2 separate regions of the Mus musculus genome follow, and region 1 is linked to region 2. A link is a contact called in public promoter capture Hi-C data. All regions are on one chromosome and are shown on one strand. Each heading gives the region's core, a stretch centred on a gene start, on an enhancer-like site or on the middle of the called end of the contact. The rest is flanking DNA. Distances are from core to core; before and after follow the strand shown. Region 1 holds the start of 4930562C15Rik (RIKEN cDNA 4930562C15 gene). Region 2 holds the start of Dnaja3 (DnaJ heat shock protein family (Hsp40) member A3).

Evidence for each region. Capture Hi-C pulls out chosen DNA fragments and counts their contacts.
Region 1: a contact with region 2 is called in a promoter capture Hi-C map of adipose tissue. The contact joins the promoter of 4930562C15Rik here to the promoter of Dnaja3 in region 2. A contact is called at or near these places in 8 of 39 promoter capture datasets (the 3T3-L1 cell line, the C10 cell line, the HPC-7 cell line and 4 more), 1 of 484 Hi-C or Micro-C datasets (bone marrow-derived macrophages), 4 of 115 datasets of contacts at active chromatin or transcription factors (bone marrow-derived macrophages and embryonic stem cells) and 4 of 9 other capture datasets (adipose tissue, liver, macrophages and 1 more).

Annotation. Positions count from the first base shown.
Region 1 is chr16:4,831,578-4,837,117 of GRCm38.p6, forward strand. 4930562C15Rik (RIKEN cDNA 4930562C15 gene) reads left to right here and starts at 3,839. Exons shown (of 16, transcript NM_030192.1): 1 at 3,839-4,431. The coding sequence starts at 4,012.
Region 2 is chr16:4,682,034-4,687,480 of GRCm38.p6, forward strand. Dnaja3 (DnaJ heat shock protein family (Hsp40) member A3) reads left to right here and starts at 2,037. Exons shown (of 11, transcript NM_001135112.1): 1 at 2,037-2,311; 2 at 5,204-5,337. The coding sequence starts at 2,101.

The DNA.
Region 1 (5,540 bases), core at 2,589-5,088, 150 kb after region 2:
TTTGGGTTGGTTTTGGCTTACATTGGAAGGGTCCATCATAGTGGGAAAGTTGGAACCCTCTTGAGAGAGTTTGTACAGGTAAAAGAAGAAACAAAAATAGGCTGGAAGAAACAAACGTTAAGATGGATAAGAAAACATTAAAGAAGGGAGCGCGCAGTGCTAAGCCCCCACTGTAAGCAGTTGGGATGGGTGGAGACTAGAGATAGGCAGTTTTATGTTAGAACTCTGAAAGTGTTTTGAGATAAGTAAACCCGGAGAAAGGGGGTTGAAGGTCAGTATGGGAAAGAGATTTGGGGAAAACTCAGAAGTGAGGTGGAGGCCATTGCTGCTTCAAGGTTTCTTGGGCCGTGGTCAGGAGGCGTGCCCTTGGTTTCTAGGGAAGGGGGAGGTGAGTTTGGCTACTTGAAAAATAAACTTTAAAATATGAGGATTACGGGGTGGGTACACAGCCTTGGACCTGAGCATGTTGCTGGGTTTGCTTTCAGTTTAACTGCTTTCATACTACATTAAGGAGAAGAAAACATTACAGAGAGCAGGGGAGGATATGTGTAGGTTCAGGCAGCCGCGTGGGCTTCAAGCTGCCGCGTGATCTGCCAGAGCCCGGCCCCTAAGTGCAGCCTGCTATGGTCTTGCCCAGGTGGGGGTTGGCAAGTGCACAGAGGACAACCACTTCAGTGGCTGCAGCGCCCTCCTCAGGGCGAGAAGGCTCACACTGTGAATAGTCAGAAGAAGGGAAAATGCTGTCTTATATTTATATTCCTGAATGTAAGGCGTTCAAGGGAGAAAGCTACTGGGCAGGTGCTTCTTCATAAAGTAGCTTGGTCACATCCATCCACACCTGTTTATACTAATGAGTCCTTCTGTTTGGGGGCGTGAGGGGACTACTGCTCTAACCGTCTGGAGTCCCAATAGCTCTGTTTAATCATTCCGGGTGCTACACCCCTGTAATCTCGACAGAATAATTGGGAATTAACTGGGACCCATCTCCTGGGCGGATCGAGCTTCGATATCATGGGTATGGTCAATTATGTGGGCACATCTTGGAAAAGCACAAAGTTTGTGATCAGACTGTTTTCTTTCACTAGTATTGTGAGAAGGAGCTTTGACAATCCTTGCCAAGCTTCAAGGCTCCAATTCCTTAAACCTGTTAAAACTCATTTTGTTTTTGATGGGCATAACAGCTATTATGATCCTTCTTAGACTTGTGGTCTGGTGTTAAGCACTGAACTGCCCCTGGGCTAAGCATGAAGACCCACCCTGAACACCTGAGAGAGAAGAAAGGGGGAAGAGCGGAGGAAGCTCTGAGAGAATGAAGTCCCTAGTAAATGCTGTGGATACGGACACAGCCTTATCAAGACTTAAAGGGAAATGGGGGGGGGGAGCCTTACCCCCCAACGACGAGGCTCAGATGGGACGGCAAAGCCTTCTCTTCTAGTCCACTTGTTTAGAAAATAGCCATTATAGCTTTTTCTCCCAAGGCATTTGTGGCCTGAAGACTGTTCCCCTACCCTTGTTCAGCTGTATGCAATAACCCCACCTTTCTGTTTAGCTCTCTGTAACAAACACCCTGAGCATCCAGACTGATGCGGTCCTTCCATCTGAGAGCCCAACCCATCTGACCCCAGCATTTCCATCTCTCTCTCTCTCTATCTCTCTCTCTCTCTCTCTCTCTCTCTCTCTCTCTCTGTGTGTGTGTGTGTGTGTGTGTGTGTGCTCGCGTGTGCGTTTCATTCCTTGGCTGCCTCTATTTCAAGTCCATCCCTGGAGCTATGTAAGGAGGAAGCACACTAACATTCTTTAAATTAAGATATCACGGGGGTTGGAGAGATGGCTCAGAAGTCAAGAGCACTGACTGCTCTTCCAGGGGTTCTGAGTTCAATTTCCAGCAACCACATGGTGACTCACAACCATCTGTAATGGGGCCTGATGCCCTTTTCTGGTGTGTCTGAAGACAGCTACAGTGTACTTACATATAATAAATAAATCTTTTTTTTTTAATATTAAGATATCACCAGACACAGAAATGGTTCAGACACTGAGAATTTGAGAGAGAGAGAGAGAGAGAGAGAGAGAGATGCCTGTGTACCCAGCCTGGCTCTGAATGGTCAAGCTGTGTTTGTATGGCCCCAGGTGTAACCTATTCCACTTCATTACACTCCCATTGTCTGCCTTTGCCCAGTTGGAGAATGCTCCCTTAAATATTGTAACACATGACTTAGGCCACAGAGACATAGTCCTAAGTTAATAAACTCAGTTCTGTCCTACAGGATCACTTGGAACCACCTGCAGTTGAAATTTGGGGGTACTGTCTCAATGCATCAAGACAAAATGTAGCCTGTGGATGTTTGGCCACCCTTCATAATGCAAGATGGCCAAAAATCCGATACTGGTGACATTGGATGAATATGCCTGACAGAGCTCATTAGTCATATGGACTCACAGCCCATGTGAGGACATGCAGATAGATGTACTTGGTTGCACAGAGAACCAGCAGGCATGTGGGAAGCAGCCTTTGTGGTGGCTGGGGCATAATGTACCTTCAGCTTCCCACTGAAAGATGTGGTGGGTTGTTTAAATATTTTCCAAGAGCTGGTATGAAGAGAACCCAAGCAATGAAATAGGCAAGTCTGAGCATAGCTGATCTGACCGATGGAGGAAGTAGCCAAACAGAGGCCTTTTCCCCTTGGGTGAGGCATTTCTGTCAAGAGAAGTCAAGAGCTCTATGTAACTCAAGTATAAAGGCAGCACTTGAAGTTTTACATCGCTCAGCATAGTGGGGACCCTAAAGGCATTCATTAAAGGGTATGGGGTGGTGAGATTGAGAAAGGGCTCAGTGGGTAAAGTGCTCGCCGTGCAAGAATGTGGATCTGAGTTCAGATCCTTGGCATGTGTGTAAAGGGTCTCCAGCTTGCAGACAGTTTGTCACGGGATGTCAGTCTCCATAACCACAAAAGGCAATGCTCATAAACAGCTCATGTGTCTCCATCACTGCATTCTGGTTTTGTTCTCTCTGGAGCACCCTAAGGCACACTTTAGAAGCCCACAGGTTTTTCTTTCCTCTCTTCTCTCTTCTCTTCTCTTCTCTTTTCTCTTCTCTTCTCTTCTCTTCTCTTCTCTTCTCTTCTCTTCTCTTCTCTTCTCTTCTCTTCTCCTCTCTTCTCTTTCCTCTCCTCTCCTCTTCTCTTCCTTCTCTCTTTCTCTCCCTTCCTTCCTTCCTTTCTTCCTTTCTTACTTTCTTTGTTTTGTTTTTCAAAACAGAGTTTTTCTGTGTAGCCTTGGCTCTCCTGGAGCTCACTCTATAAGTGAGGCTGGCCTCAAACTCAGAGATCTGCCTGCCTCTGCCTCCTGAGTACTAGAATTAAAGGTGTGTGCCACCACCCAGGCGAGCAATGATGCCCAACACTCAAGAGGCTTTATCACCTGGGCTACTGGAATGTACGACACTTGGATACTAGAACATACCTTGACTTTCTTACCTGATCTTCAGGGTGAAGTGCCTGGGTGGCTGGTGGTGTCTTTGACCACATCCAGAAATGAGCTTAATTCTTTAGGCTCTTTTCTTAAAACCTTGGACCTTCTGACTCCAAGAAAACTGTATTCTGTCCTGATTCCAGAGACTTCCAGGGAAACTTCCTTTCCCTCACCTCTCTGTGTCACTTAGAGGCATAAGCCTTATGTAATCAGAGGGCTTGAATGAAAGGCTGCCATTCACTCCTTAAGCACTTGTCAAATATTAATTGAACACCTCCTCTAGCCAGCTCACCTATGAACACCCACCCCACCCTGGGTTCTCGGAAGCATGCCCACTCCACCATGTTCTCTGGCATCCTAGCAACCAGAAGCTCTGGTCTGAGCTCTCACAAGGACAGAGGCCATTCCTTGCTGACCACTGTGACTTGCCACCCCAAGCCTCTCAGGACCTGTTGGTGTAGCAGTTCAGATAATTGAAAGCCGCTACTTGTCCCCAAGGACACCCAGAAGCCTTGCCACATCAACTGACCCCCCGGCAGGATGAGCTTCTCAATCACATTCACCGAGCTGGTCAACGTAGCCATCCCACAGTGTGGGGTCGTGAACTTCAAGGCCCTTCATCTCCTGCTCCAGGGCATCCTGGAGCACATCCAAATCACTGAGCTCAAGAAAGTTCTTTCAGGGGAAGAGGACTTCCTTCAATCCTCACCGGCTGTGTTTATACCCAGGGAGGGAGATGCCCAGCCTGTCATCAACCCAATGAAGAGGCTTAGCAACATCTTTGACCAAGTAGTAGACCGAATCGAAAAGATAGAGTCCAAACTGGCTGAGATGCAGGACATACCCACCACCTCACAGCTGGTAGAGGAGAGCTATGGGGACAAGCGGCCTGCTGAGGAGATGTGGAATAATATCAAGATACAGAAGAGGATAGAGGGCAACGAGAAAGCCACAGAAAAGGTAAACCCCCCTTCTGGAGAAGCACTCTAGACCTTGCCTCCTCCTAGACACCATGTCCCCTCTTCTCCCTTGGGATGGGATATATCCACTTATGGAGAGTAGGCAAGACTTTGTTGAACAAAATTGAGGTTCCAAGCTTTCATCCTTAATTGTATACTGAGGAAAGAAGCCAGATACAACAGACAACATAATTAAAAACCCCGTTGTTGCAAAATACCCTGAATAGGCAAATGTTCACATCTTGAAGGCAGACTGGCAGTTTCCAGGAGACAAGGGAGGGGCACAGGGCACGGCAACCAGTTGGATATGGGGTTTCCTTCTGGAATGATGAAGATGTTTGAAACTCCATCAAAGTGAAGGATGTTGAACTTTGTCTATGGTGTCAACACCACTGAATTGTTTATTTGAATTGTTTATTTGAATTTGGACTGGGGAGATGGCTCAATGGGTAAAGTGTCTGCTATATAAACTTGAGTATGAGTTCAGATTCCCTGAACTCATATAACAGACAGACACAGTAGCCTGTCTCTATAATTCAAGTTCTCCTTCTAAATTTATTCCTTCCCTTTCTTTCTCGTGTGTGTGTGTGTGCGTGTGTGCATGTGTGTGTGTGCATGTGTGTGCGTGTGTGAAGAAACCCTTGGAGGAAAGAAGATGGTATCAGATCTCCCTAAAACTGGAATTATAGCTGGTTGTGAGCCACCCAACCTGAGAGCTGGGACCTGAAGCTAAGACCTTTTTAAGAACAATACAAGCTCTTCATTGCTGAGACATCTTTCTAGGCCTAATTCCAATTCAATTATAATGAGGAGAGAGAGGAAATTTCCCAGAAATCAAGGGCCAGCTAGCCTGTCAATCAGCAGAAATGAGGCTCTGCCTCAAAAAAGGTAGCATGAGAGGACTGACATCTAAGGTGTACTCTGGTTCCTGTATGCACAGCACACAGGTACCCACACTTACAAGCATCATACACAAACACACAAAGATCTTTTTTGTTTGTTGTTTTTAGTTTGATTTTTTTGGGGGCAGGGGTTGGGTGTTGTTGTTGTTATTTCAATACAGGGTTTCTCTGTGTAGTCCTTCCTGTCCTAGAACTCACTCTGTAGATC
Region 2 (5,447 bases), core at 787-3,286:
AGAACTGTCCCCTCTCATTCCCTGCGCCTTGCCTTCCTCCTTGTTTCACTGAAATGCTCTTTGTTCCCATCACTGACACCCATGCACAAGCTCTCCAGCTGCCCTTGCACTTTACACTAGCTTCATAACTACTTTCTGCTTGATTGGTAGTTTTTGACCTTAAGAGTCTCAGAATCCACTGAGAATTTGGTTGGTGAAGGTTATGGATATCTATCCAGGGTAACATGCACACACATTTTGTGTACAAAACTGGGGGGTAGAAAGTGCCAGTGTGCTCTCTCTTGTGCACGTGTATGTGTGTGTGTGTGTGGTGTCAATGTAGACTGATCATCCTAAACCCATTCATAAGCCCTCAGATTCTCTTCCTTTTATTTGGGAGGGTGGTGAAAAATGTAACTTTCCTAACTAACCAGCCCCAGTCTAGCTTTCTGGCTTCATTTTCAGTTATGTATACTAAATTTAAGGTTTAAGCATATACTTCTACACATTTAGACACCAGCTTTTATAGCTTTTTTAAAAAATTTTTGTAATAAACTGATGACATGACTGTTCCATAGTATGCTAGACCTGGTAATTTGAGGAGAGAGAGAGGGAGAGGGAGAGGGAGAAAGAGAAAGAGAAAGAAAGAGAATCGAAGGGTTATAAGCTTGGGGAAGTGGGACCCATGAGCTGCAGAGTTTGAAGTTGGGGAAGAAGTGAGAAGAGCTAGGATGCTAGCATGAACTTTGAAATTTGAAACAGGTACTTTTGGTACAAGGGAGCCTGAAGGCCTGATGTGCTTTGGTATGCTAATAGTCACCACAGATAGCCACGTGTCCCTTCAGCCAGGGATAAAGAAAATGACTCCTTTTGATAATAGGAACCAGCTTCACAATTTTTTTTTTCAAAAACAGGATTTCTCCAGGTAGCCCCAACTATCCTGGAACTTGCTCTGTAGTCCAGGCTGGCCTCAATCTTAGAGATCTGCCTATCTCTACCTCCCATGTGTTGGGATTAAAGTTGTGAGAAACCATTGCCTGACTTGCTGGTTTTTATCTAACCACTAGAAATCCTGTACTCCAGGTTGAGTCTTATTTCTGGATATTTGTACTGCCTTTTGGAGTTTGGGGAGTTGGATTTTCCTTCGGGCCTAACTCGAAGATGGGGGTCTCATGTAGCCCAGACTATCTCGAATTTGCTCTATAGCTGAAAATGATCTTGAACTCCTGATCATCCTACCTCAATCTAGTCTGGCAGCTTTTGGTGTTTTCGTCACTTGGAATACTACATCTGTACTCGATTCACTTTTCATCAAAGTTCAGTTATGGACATTATGACTCAGAAAGTTTAACAGCCCACCCCCACCCCCCACTGCCAAGCCTTATGCGTGTAAGAAACTTATCATAAGAAACAGATCGAGTACACTGGTATGCTTGTAACTGTGCACCTTTGATAGCACTTACCGTTGTTACTTAATAAGAAGTCTGTCCCTGTAAGGCGAGTTTGCTCCCCTGGAGCGGGTTTCCTCTAACATTCTTTCTAGAACATGGATAACAAACAGCAGGCGCACAATACATAATAGGCATTTACAATGCTCATTGAATTTTCGCTACAGGTTTGGAGAAGGCTAACGTGTTTAAGACGGACCTGAGTGTTTCAAGTTCTGCTGGGAAGGAATCAGACGCGGAAAAACTGCAGCCAACAACCGGGGTGGAGCCTTTCTGAGAGAACATGTAATAAGATGTAATTTTCAGGGTCAAGGGAGGGCATCCACACGGGGTATACCGGAATCTGATACTGACGCCGCGTTGTCTGCTGGGGTTTGTAGTTCCTGCCAGGGCAAGGCTCGCTAGATTATGGTTGCTGCACTCAGCGACAACATTCACAAGTAAAGTGCAGCATTCGTTCCTACCTCACAAAATTCCAATACAGGGAAAAGTTACAAACTGACATCCTCATAGTCTAGCACTTGTACACGTTGGCCTAGGTTCTACCGTTCGGAGACCGAGGCGCGTGCGCAATGCTTACGCTCTGCGTGCTACGGATGCCTCGCCTCCGGAAGACGCGACCGGCGAGGCGGGCCAGTGACGGTCTGCGCAGGCGCAGTGTCCCCGGGCCAAAATGGCTGCGTGGTGTTCCCCACGCTGGTTGAGGGTGGCAGTGGGGACTCCCCGGCTGCCGGCTGCAGCGGGGAGAGGGGTCCAGCAGCCCCAGGGGGGCGTAGTGGCAACATCCCTGTGTCGCAAGCTGTGCGTCTCTGCCTTCGGGCTTTCCATGGGCGCTCACGGCCCCCGGGCGCTGCTGACATTGAGACCCGGTGTCCGCCTCACAGGTGAGGGAGGCTTCCAGCTCTGGAGTAGAGGCTCCTGGGATTAGAAAGGGCGATTCGGCTCCATCTGATGACCAGGGTAGCGGGATGGAGATGTCTTCCGGCCCAAGAGAGGAATTTCTGGGGACACAGGCAAGCAGGAGGCAGAGAGGCCAAGGTGCTGGCTACCCAGAAGCCGTCGAGGGGAAAGAGCTGCGTGGAGCCGGAGGTGTTGAAACGCTCCGAACGCCATGAACCTTCACCTCTGTCAACAGTTCACCTCTCTGTCCAGGCTGCTGCCCCCTTGTCATAGCCCTTCTCTTTTTCTTCACGCTCTAGCTTGTAGTGGAAGATGTAACTGCCATTTAGTGAGTGCTAGGCACCCATAAATCAAGGGAGATGCAGGTGCTTGCCCTCATTAAGGTTAGAGAGTGTGATGAATTGTCATTTCATAGCGTTCATCCTAAATATCACGTGGTGTAATAGAAGGGCATTTATCAGTCTTTTAGAATCCTTAAGTCAGTGAATGTAATAATGGAGTCTAACATTTATTAAACATTGTGTAGGAAGTATGATTTCACTCCTTGGAGAATGTTTCAATGTGACAGGCATTGTTAACCATTCCATTTTATGGAGAAACAGGTTTAGATGTTAAAAAACTTGAAAAAGTCACAAAGCTAAAAACTGGTAGACTTGGTATGGTACCTACCTTCCTTATAGCTGGAGGGGATGCCAAATTAGTGTGCATTAAGCCTTGAAGTGTTTTAGCCACGATCTTGTCTGTCTCTTTAAAAAATATTTTTGTAAGTTATTTTGAGTTCTGTGTGTCTGTGTGTGGGTATGTGCTCTTAAGTACAGGTGCCCAAAGGGGCCAGAGGCATCTGATCCCCTGTAATTATGAGCTGCTAGACTTAGGGACTAGGAACTGAACTTGTGTCCTCTACAAGAGCAGTATGTGCTTTTAATTGCTGAGCCATCTTTCTGTCATCATAGTTCCTTATACTGTGTTATCACTTAATTTTCAGTGAGAATGAAGGAAGCAAGCACTGAACTTTATTTTGGGTAGTTCTAGGGATCAAGCATAAGGCTTCATGCATGCCTTAGAGTGGCTTTTAAATTATGTATCCTTGTGTGAGAGAGATATGGAGGCGCATGTACACAGGCACTAAGTATTACTTCTGTATGAAAGCATAACTGAAGAACTGCAGTTGGCTTTCCTCAAGTCAGCCCATAGGCTACAGTGGGCATATTTTATCTCAAGTGACAATATGTGTGGACATGGCATCCTGTAGTGGTGTATCCTGACACCACATCTAAGGTCATCAGTTTGGCCCCAAACTTTAGTCTGTGATCATTCCTCAAGTCCCAAACAGGGGCTGGAGAGATGGCTCAGCTGTTCAGAACGCTGACGGCTTTTCTAGAGGACCCAGGTTCAATTTCAATTCCCAGCACTCATATGGTAGCTCTCAGCTGACTGTGGCTGTAGTTCCAGGGGATCTGACACCTCTTCACAGACATACATTCAGTCAAAATACCGAAACATATGAACTAAAAAGAAATCATAAAAAAGAAATCTCCTAACCAGAAAGAAATCAGCAATTAGCTACTGGATTAGGCATTCTTAGAACAACATGAAGACTAATCCTATTCTGGGTTCAAAAAGCAAGACATGTGCTGGGCATACTTTGTAGAGAAAAAAAATAGATATTTCCTAGTAGTTGCTAATCATTGGCCTTTAGAATAGAAAAAAGCATCCGCTGTGTAATAGTTACCTGTGGTTATTCACAGTTTCCTTGAGCTGTCTGCTGATGTCGTAGAAGCTGGTACAGCTGACAAACTTTTGCCACTAATAGACTCATGCTCCTGATAATGGAAGGAGTGAGGAGTACAGGAATACAGCCAGGCAGGTAGCAAGTAAAGAGATCCAATATAGGATCACCAAGTATCGAGGTCTAATGTCTTCTCCGGGAGTGACTGAAGAGTCAATCACAATCTCATTCTGATTATTCCTGCTCATTCTTTTTTTTTTTTAATTCCTTTCTATATACTTTTTATTTTATTTTATTTTAATTAGGTATTTTCCTCATTTACATTTCTAATGCTATCCCAAAAGTCCCCCATACCCACCCCCCCCACTCCCCTACCCATCCACTCCCCCTTTTTGGCCCTGGCGTTCCCCTGTACTGGGGCATATAAAGTTTGCATGTCCAGTGGGCCTCTCTTTCCAGTGATGACCGACTAGGCCATCTTTTGATACATATGCAGCTAGAGTCAAGAGCTCTGGGGTACTGGTTAGTTCATATTGTTGTTCCACCTATAGAGTCTATATACTTTCAACTTCTCTGGCTGATTGTTTGTTTGTTTTTGTTTTTGTTTTTTGTTTTTTTGTTTTTTCGAGACAGGGTTTTTCTCTGTATAGCCCTGGCTGTCCTGGAACTCACTCTGTAGACCAGGCTGGCCTCGAACTCAGAAATCCGCCTGCCTCTGCCTCCCGAGTGCTGGGATTAAAGGTGTGCACCACCACGCCCGGCTGTTTTTGTTTTTACTTTGGAAACAGGGTGTTCTATGTTCCAGACTGGCCTAGAACTTCCTGTGTAGCTATGAATGGAGCTTGAACTTTTGATCCTCTGCATCCTTTTCCTCATGTTAGGATTATGCTGGGTTTGTTCAGTTCAGGGAATCAAATTCAGGGCCTTGTGCATACCTGGTAAGCAGTGTACCTACTGAACTATGTCCCTGAGCTTTGCCCACATTTGAAGAACATTGAGTTTGGCCTCTAGTGTACTCAGTGGGAATAGGCCCTATAGCTGGGGCTTGTTTGCTTTTTTACAGATATTTCGTAGCTGGTCACTTATTTATAATTTCTTCTTGTTGGATAAACTCCCAGACTAACTTACTTTCTTGTTTCATTTCCAGGAACAAAAAGTTTCCCTTTTGTTTGTACCACCTCTTTCCACACAAGTGCTTCTTTGGCCAAAGATGATTATTACCAGATCCTGGGAGTGCCCCGAAATGCCAGCCAGAAAGATATCAAGAAAGCCTATTATCAGGTCTGTATTGGTCTTAGGTTTACTGACAAGACTGTAGAAAGATTGCTGGTCTGGTCACTGTGTGTGTATGTGTGTGTATGTTTTGCTTTAATTTTTGTTGGTTTTTTTTT